Linked DNA regions of Gossypium hirsutum: region 1 is linked to region 2. A link is a contact called in public Hi-C data. All regions are on one chromosome and are shown on one strand. The core of a region is the stretch at or near the end of the contact, and the rest is flanking DNA. Distances in the headings are between cores, read along the strand shown. Region 1 has its middle 7.8 kb from the start of LOC107895569. Region 2 holds the start of LOC107896835 (WD repeat-containing protein PCN).

The links. Hi-C and Micro-C count contacts between places; a contact is called where the count stands out from the background.
Region 1: a Hi-C map of leaf shows a contact between it and region 2, with 4 times the contacts expected there. The contact joins the enhancer-like site here to the promoter of LOC107896835 in region 2. A contact is called at or near these places in 4 of 34 Hi-C or Micro-C datasets (leaf and seedling).

Annotation. Positions count from the first base shown.
Region 1 is chrA10:88,155,185-88,158,869 of Gossypium_hirsutum_v2.1, forward strand. No RefSeq gene overlaps it. Among protein-coding and RNA genes, the nearest start is that of LOC107895569, 7.8 kb to the right of the region's middle. Within about 2 kb of position 2,342, at least 9 of the 9 cell types and tissues checked have an H3K27ac peak or open chromatin away from gene starts, as enhancers often do. A contact at or near this core is called in leaf, where this site is marked.
Region 2 is chrA10:88,044,818-88,048,289 of Gossypium_hirsutum_v2.1, forward strand. It overlaps LOC107896835 (WD repeat-containing protein PCN), which reads right to left and starts at 1,709. Exons shown (of 11, transcript XM_016822124.2): 1 at 1,450-1,709; 2 at 1,223-1,366; 3 at 484-796; 4 at 332-395. The coding sequence starts at 1,614.

The DNA.
Region 1 (3,685 bases), core at 1,092-3,591, 110 kb after region 2:
CACCGACGGACTATCCCAAGCCCCTTGGTCTTCCCCTAAACGACATTAACAAAACACGATTAATAAAGAATTACCAACCAAAATCAATACTAGACCTACCCACTTACCGAATCAAAGTATACTAAAAAATTGGAACAGAAGAAGATGAAAATGAACCACAGTGCCGATCAATCAACAATGACACTCGATTTTAATTGAAATCAAAGATTGCAAGTGGGAAGAAGGAAATTTACTCAAGAGAGGGAAAAGAATGGATGAGAGGAAAAAAAGTCAAAATAGGGGGAAATTGTTGGGAAAAGAAAAAAACTAAATTGAAATTACAAAAATAAAAATAATGACAAAATCCCTACTCCATCCACTAACCACCTTATCCCCCAGAATCCTACCCACTAACCACATCCAACTACCTCAAAATTTTACTTCCACCGAACCTCTACTACACAATTGAAGCAAAGATTATCATCTCTGCTCACACTAGGATTCAAACACAAAACCTTAGGCAAGCTAACACCTTACCACTTGAACCAGCAAGCTCATTCTGATATTAGCTTACCAAAAATATAACAAAAGCCCACCTAAAAGGGATAAAGGTAGGATAAAAAATAACATATTTTCTAAAAATGGGACTTGAACCCAAGACCTTAACACAAAATCAGAACAGTTAGCCACTAAAATAGATACATATTTATATCAAAATTCTCAAAAACAAAATTAAATAATTCAGAGCGTTAAAGACTTAATTGAAAGGGACTGTAACTCAACGAAAGTCTTAAACCACACTTAAAAAAAGAGAGTCACATTTATGAAAATAATTTGCTTATCATCTTAAAAAAATCTACCATAATTTTTTTTAAAAAACTATCATTATTTTCTTCTAAAAGATACTACTAATTAAAAAAATTATATATTATTTACATATTTTTCTTTCATCCACAAAATTTAGTATTGCAAGTTAATTTATGGAGTTAAAAAAATTAACATAATGATTTTTTTGTCCTTCCAACCTTATAAAAAAAATTATTTTAGCATTCTATTTGTTTTCCAACATTTTTTAGCACTGGAACTTGCATTGTTTGTCAAATCACCTGAAAATGGATGGAAAAATTTAACATTTGTTAACTTTGTTGACATGACATACATGTGAGTTTCACATGTATGTCACATTAGCAATTAATTAATTTTTTTAAATTTTAAAAAATATTAAAAAATAAATTTTTATATTTTTATACTTCTTTTATTTTTTTAAAATATTTTTTTTGAAATTTTAAATTTAAAAAATTTTAAATTTAAAAAATAATTAATTGCTGACGCGACATCTATGTGACAAAATGACATATGTGCCACATTAACAAAGTTAACAAGTGTTAATATTTTCATTTATTTTGAGGTGATTTGATAAAAAAACACAAGTGTGAAGACTAAAAAATGACTTAAAATTAAATAGAGGGCGAAAATGACCTTTTTTTTTATAAAATTAAAGGGTTAAATAAGTTATTATGCCGAAAAATTCCATAAATGAAGTTATGAATAATATATTAAAAAAATTAAGTATATTGCTAGTAGAGGGTGATACATTTTTTTTTATAAACAACACTAAAAGGGTGATAATTTTTTTTTATGATTGAGGTTTCTTTTATGCTTGTTTTATGATTCATACCGTTAATCTTTTTAAAGTTTATAGTTATTTCCCTTAACAATGCCATATATAAAAAATTAATACACGTTAAATATATAAATAAAACATATGATTATTTTTAATGACTTGATAAGTTTTAAAAAATAACTAATAATGCACATACCAAAAGCACACTCAATAAAAAAAATAGATTAAATAATTTTTTTTATCATACACTATTGGAAGGAGAGGAATGGGTGACAAAGTTTTTAATTTTAAATGCAATGCCAATTATTCTAATTTTTTATTAAGAGTAAAAGTAAGGATTGTTCAGGAATCGAATATGAAATTGATGTTAATTGAATATTTTAATATAAAACCTTTATTACTTTGTGTGTGATTTATTCCACTCACAAAAATAAATAATGATGTTTGAATTGGAATTGTAATGACCAATTTTGGCCCGGGCCCGCTAAAACCCCAATCACATATATACATATAAAATATCTACAAATAAATAAATGAATAAAATAAAGTCCATTTAGTTAGTGTCCTATTACAAGCCCAAACAGTCCACTAAAATTAATACCCTAGCCCATTTACAAAACAGTCCAAAGCTTCAAGGCCCAAAATAGCCCAAAAGTTGAAACAACTTCAGTAACCCTAGGTCACTCCTCCTTCCTGCGCCGCACCAGTAATCGGACAGTAGCTCCGTGCCTCTGTACGCCCTAACATTTTAGCAGCCACGCCCGAGCCAGCCCAATCCCGTACCCGAGCGCCACGCACCCTGTACCTGCAAAGAACGGACAAACGCACAACAAAACAAACAAAACAACGAAGAATATTGTATTTTTCGATTTATTTTTTATCATTTTTACCCCGATTCGGCTATAAAGCCAGGGGATTTCACCAGTTGTAAGGTTACGCACACAATCAATACATTTGAAATACCAAACACAAAAGAAATTAAAAGGTGAGATTCAGATTCTGGGTTCCTTTTTTTCTTTTTTCGTTTCCCCCTATTTTCTTGAACAAAGAAAAATTAAGGAGAAAAGAGGCAGAAGCTTTACCTTCGTGAGTGCGCCTTGGAGATCTCCATCCCCTTCGTCAATATCGAAGGCAGAGAGAGGGCTTTGTGGCTAAAGTCATTAAACCGTGGAGTCGAGTAGAAAGAAGGCTCCACCGTAGGATTTTATCCATCAATAGTCGTGGTGGATTAAAGGTCGAACGGCGGCTGAATGAGGGCAAGTACTTAGGGTTTCGGCTTCCCTTGTCTGCTTTGCTAAAATACTCCGATGTTTGGGCCGATTTTCCCTTCTAATTGAATGCATGGAGTGACGCTGTTTCAGGCTAAGTTCAATAGCCTTTGAAACGACGTCGTATGGACCCATCTGGCATGACCCGCACACGTGTGACCTGATCCGGGGAGGATCCGCGTGCTTCCCATTAATGGGAAATTTGCCTCTTAAGTCCTTCCCTTTTCGTCCCGCTTTCAAATCAGCTAACATTTGCATTTTTTTGTTTTTTTTAAATTTCACCCTGTAATTTCGCGCGTACTCGTACTTTGGTCCGAACCCGAGCGTTGCATTTCGGGGGTCTGGGTTATTTTCAGATTGGGTCCCTGCGCATTCGCAAGTGTTACACGCTGGTCCCTCTTTTTTTTTTAACAGCTTATTTTATTTAAAATTTTCTCTTTATTTTTAACATGATTTCAATTTAGTTTCTTTTAGATTCATTCCTTGTTTTTTACTCGTGTTCATTTATTCGTATAAATTGTGTCATTGGTATCATTTATTTACTTACTTATTTATAATTTTGGATAACCATATTTTCATACCTTATGTATTATTTTTTACGAATGTTTTTATACATATACTATTATGTAGATATGCATACATACTTTATAATAAGGTCAACTTTTAATTTCAAGCTTATTGTCAATATTATATTATTTTATATACATGAAGTTTTATTTAAGTATATTCTCATAATCATATTACGTAATTCTTATAATATATCTTTTAAATCATCGTTCTAAAACTCTTCTTGCATTAAGCCATTTTAATATTC
Region 2 (3,472 bases), core at 459-2,958:
ATATTTACTTAAAAATAACTAGTAAAAAATGGGGTAGAGCAGTGAAAGCAGTGTGGAGCAGTTATTAATGTAAACGCTATCCATCGGGATGGATATTTTCAAAATCCATGCAGGACGGGGGCAGAAGTGGAAGAGCCAATCCCCACCTCCACCCCACTACATTACCATCCCTAGTCCCTACATAGGAGTACAGTGGAATTGAAATTAATGATATAAAATCAATCAAAATGAGAAATTAATAAGCAAGCATTCCCAGAATTATCATATTACCATATGAATAAACTGTTGTCATAAAAGAACATGCAGCATATTCACTTAAAGACAAACTTACCCATTGCTACTCCCTGAATATATCCTGTTTGAGTCATGACTCCAGGTCACACTTAGAGCACGTCCTGCAAATAGTATTAGCACCTATAAGCTCCGACTAAAACTAAAAGCAATAACCTTGGAAGAATTTTTGCTCAGGTGTAGATATCTCACCACTAACCCTAGGCAATGATTTTTGGTAGATTAACTTATCAAGATCAGAAATAGTGTACATTCGCACAGCTCCATCATCACAAGCAATTGCTACACGTCTATCTTCCATAACTAGTTTCTGATAAACTTGTTCTGAGTCTGAAACATCTCCACTTTCACAGTTTTCATCATCATCAGTATCATTGCATTCATATTTATCATTCAAATAACCATTTCCAAAATTCTGAGACCTAGTCTCTTCATGAGTTGGCAGTCTATTAATCGGTGCCACAGCCATCTGCCAGATTGAAACTCCAATTGACTCTAGCACAATCTGCATAAGGGTTTAATAACATAAATAAACAATGAATACAAGATAACTTCTATTCAAAGCTTCTTGCACACTAGAAGGGTAATGTGAAAGAAAGGAAGAAAGAAAGAAACCCATTCAATGGGAGTCTATCAACAAAATCTACGTAACCATATATCACTCTCATTGAATCATAGCAGTATCTCATACTTCAACCAACATAAACAATTAAGCCTACAACAAGGCAACCGGAAGAAAATGATAAGAGAGGGACTCAGAACTCGGGTACAATCTCATTATTCAAAAAGGCCATAAGTAATTAATATAAATGTTTCATTGAGGTTGGAGAGGTTAGAATCATCCAATAAACCCCGTTGGATTTAACCAATAGGTTAATACGACAGAGAATACCACAAATGGCAAAAGCGAGGAAAAATAATGAAAAGTAACCTTCTGCTTCAAGTCGAAAAGATCCCATTCCGAGACTGAGCCATCAATACTCGAGGAGAACAACCTGCCAGGAGACGGGCCTTTTGAACCAACGCAACACCACACCAGCGAGGAAACTCGACAAGTAGAATCCCCATGAATAGTCTACACAAAGCCACCAATAAATTAAACTGAACTAAAACGAAAAAGATATAGTAATAACATGGAAGAAGAAAAGTTGAGGGTACCAGCTGCTTATGCCAGCCAACAGAGCCTGGAGAGACAAGCCAAATCTCGAGGGAGCCATCCTCACGAGCGGCCGCAACCTGAGAGTCGTCGGGGCTGGTAGCAAGGGCGACAACCGGAGACGGCTTCCAGTCGATTGAGCTGGTTCGGTAAGCTTTGGGGAGCATTGTGGCTGGGGCGGCTGCAATCCTTGGAGGCCAATTTCAGGGTAGAAAGCAGTAAATAAAACTCTAGGCGATGCACAGATGTACATATATATACCTAGTAGGAAACCTCCGATCTAATATTATAATATCATTTAATTAATGCATTATGACTTATTTGACCTTCTAACTTTAATAAAAAATCATTTTAGTCCTCATTTAGTTTTTAGTCTTTTTTAACTTTAAAACATCTAGTTGTTGATGTGACATACACATGGTTTGTCATGTGAATACTATGTTAGTAATTAATTAAATTTTAAAAATTTTAAAAAATCTAATATAAATTATAAAATAATATTTTTTTAATCTTTTTAATTTTAAAAAATAAATTAATTACTTATGTGACATACAAGTCAACTATCACGTGGATGGTCATTAAAGTTAACAGCTATTAACTTTTTCACCTATTTTGGGTGATCTGACCAACAATACAAGTTAAAAGGTTATTTTATATGAAAAACTAAAATTGACTTTTTCAAAAAAATTGAAGGGCCAAATGAGTTATTATGCCTTTAATTAATATTATTTTATATCTTTTTTACTAATAATTTCTTTCTAAAAAAATATTACTCTTTTTTAAAAATTTTGATGCCAATTTTATAAATATTTTTTGAAAGCTATTTCATGATAGATTTATAATTTTTTATATTTTTTATTCAAAAATAGATGTTAAAAATAAAATTAGAAGTTAAAATGTGAGAAGCTCAATCCAACAGAGTCCCATTCATCGAACCACGAGTAAAATGATAAAAAAAATTATATTAGGTTTTTATTGACATTGATATTAAGGTTAATCCTTAAATAACCATTATTCTTTATCCTTTATAAAAAAAATAGTAATGAAAATGCATAAACGTATAATTTTTTAATAATAAAAATTATTTGATTTTATTTTCTATTAATAATAAAAATATTTTATTTTCTATTGGTTCACTTATCTTTATTTAAATTTAATTTAATTTATTATATTAGTAACATTCTTATTTATTTTTATCATAATATTAGACATTAACTTAATTACTATTTAGTAATTGTTTTTTAGGGTAAACTATAAGGATACTCACTCAATTATGCACTTAGTTCTATTTTAATTATCCAACAATCTTTTTTCATTTTAGTCACTTAATTTTCGAAATTAAATATTTTAGTCACTCTTCCATTAGTTGCCATTAACTCAATAACGGAAGTCTGACATGGGCTTTTCTTATTAGCATAATAACAAATTTAGCCCTCCAATGTTACACGTTCTATTAATTTGGTTCCAAATCTAAAAATTCAACAAATTTAGCTCTTAATGTTTACAAAACTTGTCATTTTAGTTCTGATTCTAAAAAAATTCAATATATTTAGCCCTCAACATTTACAAAATTTGTCAATCTAGTTCTAATTCTAAAAATTCCAAATTAAAAAGAAAAATTTTAAAATTTCATTTTTTGATAAAAATTATAAAAAAAACTTCAAAAATGTAAAAATTATTATAAATAAATAAAACACGTGTATTAAAAAATAAAAAAATACAAACAGAAAAGAAAAAAGATATTAAATTACTTTAAAGCTTTCCTTCAAATAAATTTAGGTTTTCCATCAACTCGCCCATGGATCTTATTGGATGTTGCTAGTAGAAGTCAGGCTACACGTTAGCTTTTCCCATTAAAATAAACAATGCTCAACAACTCCGACCATAACCTTGGAATCCAAAATGCAATTGGTATACGACCTCCATAAGCCCTACATGTGTTCTTTTTCAAGAGGACTTGCAACATCAAGTGGTTCCACAATAAGCCCAACGAACCTCCGTAGGTGGAGCGCATGGAGTCTCGAG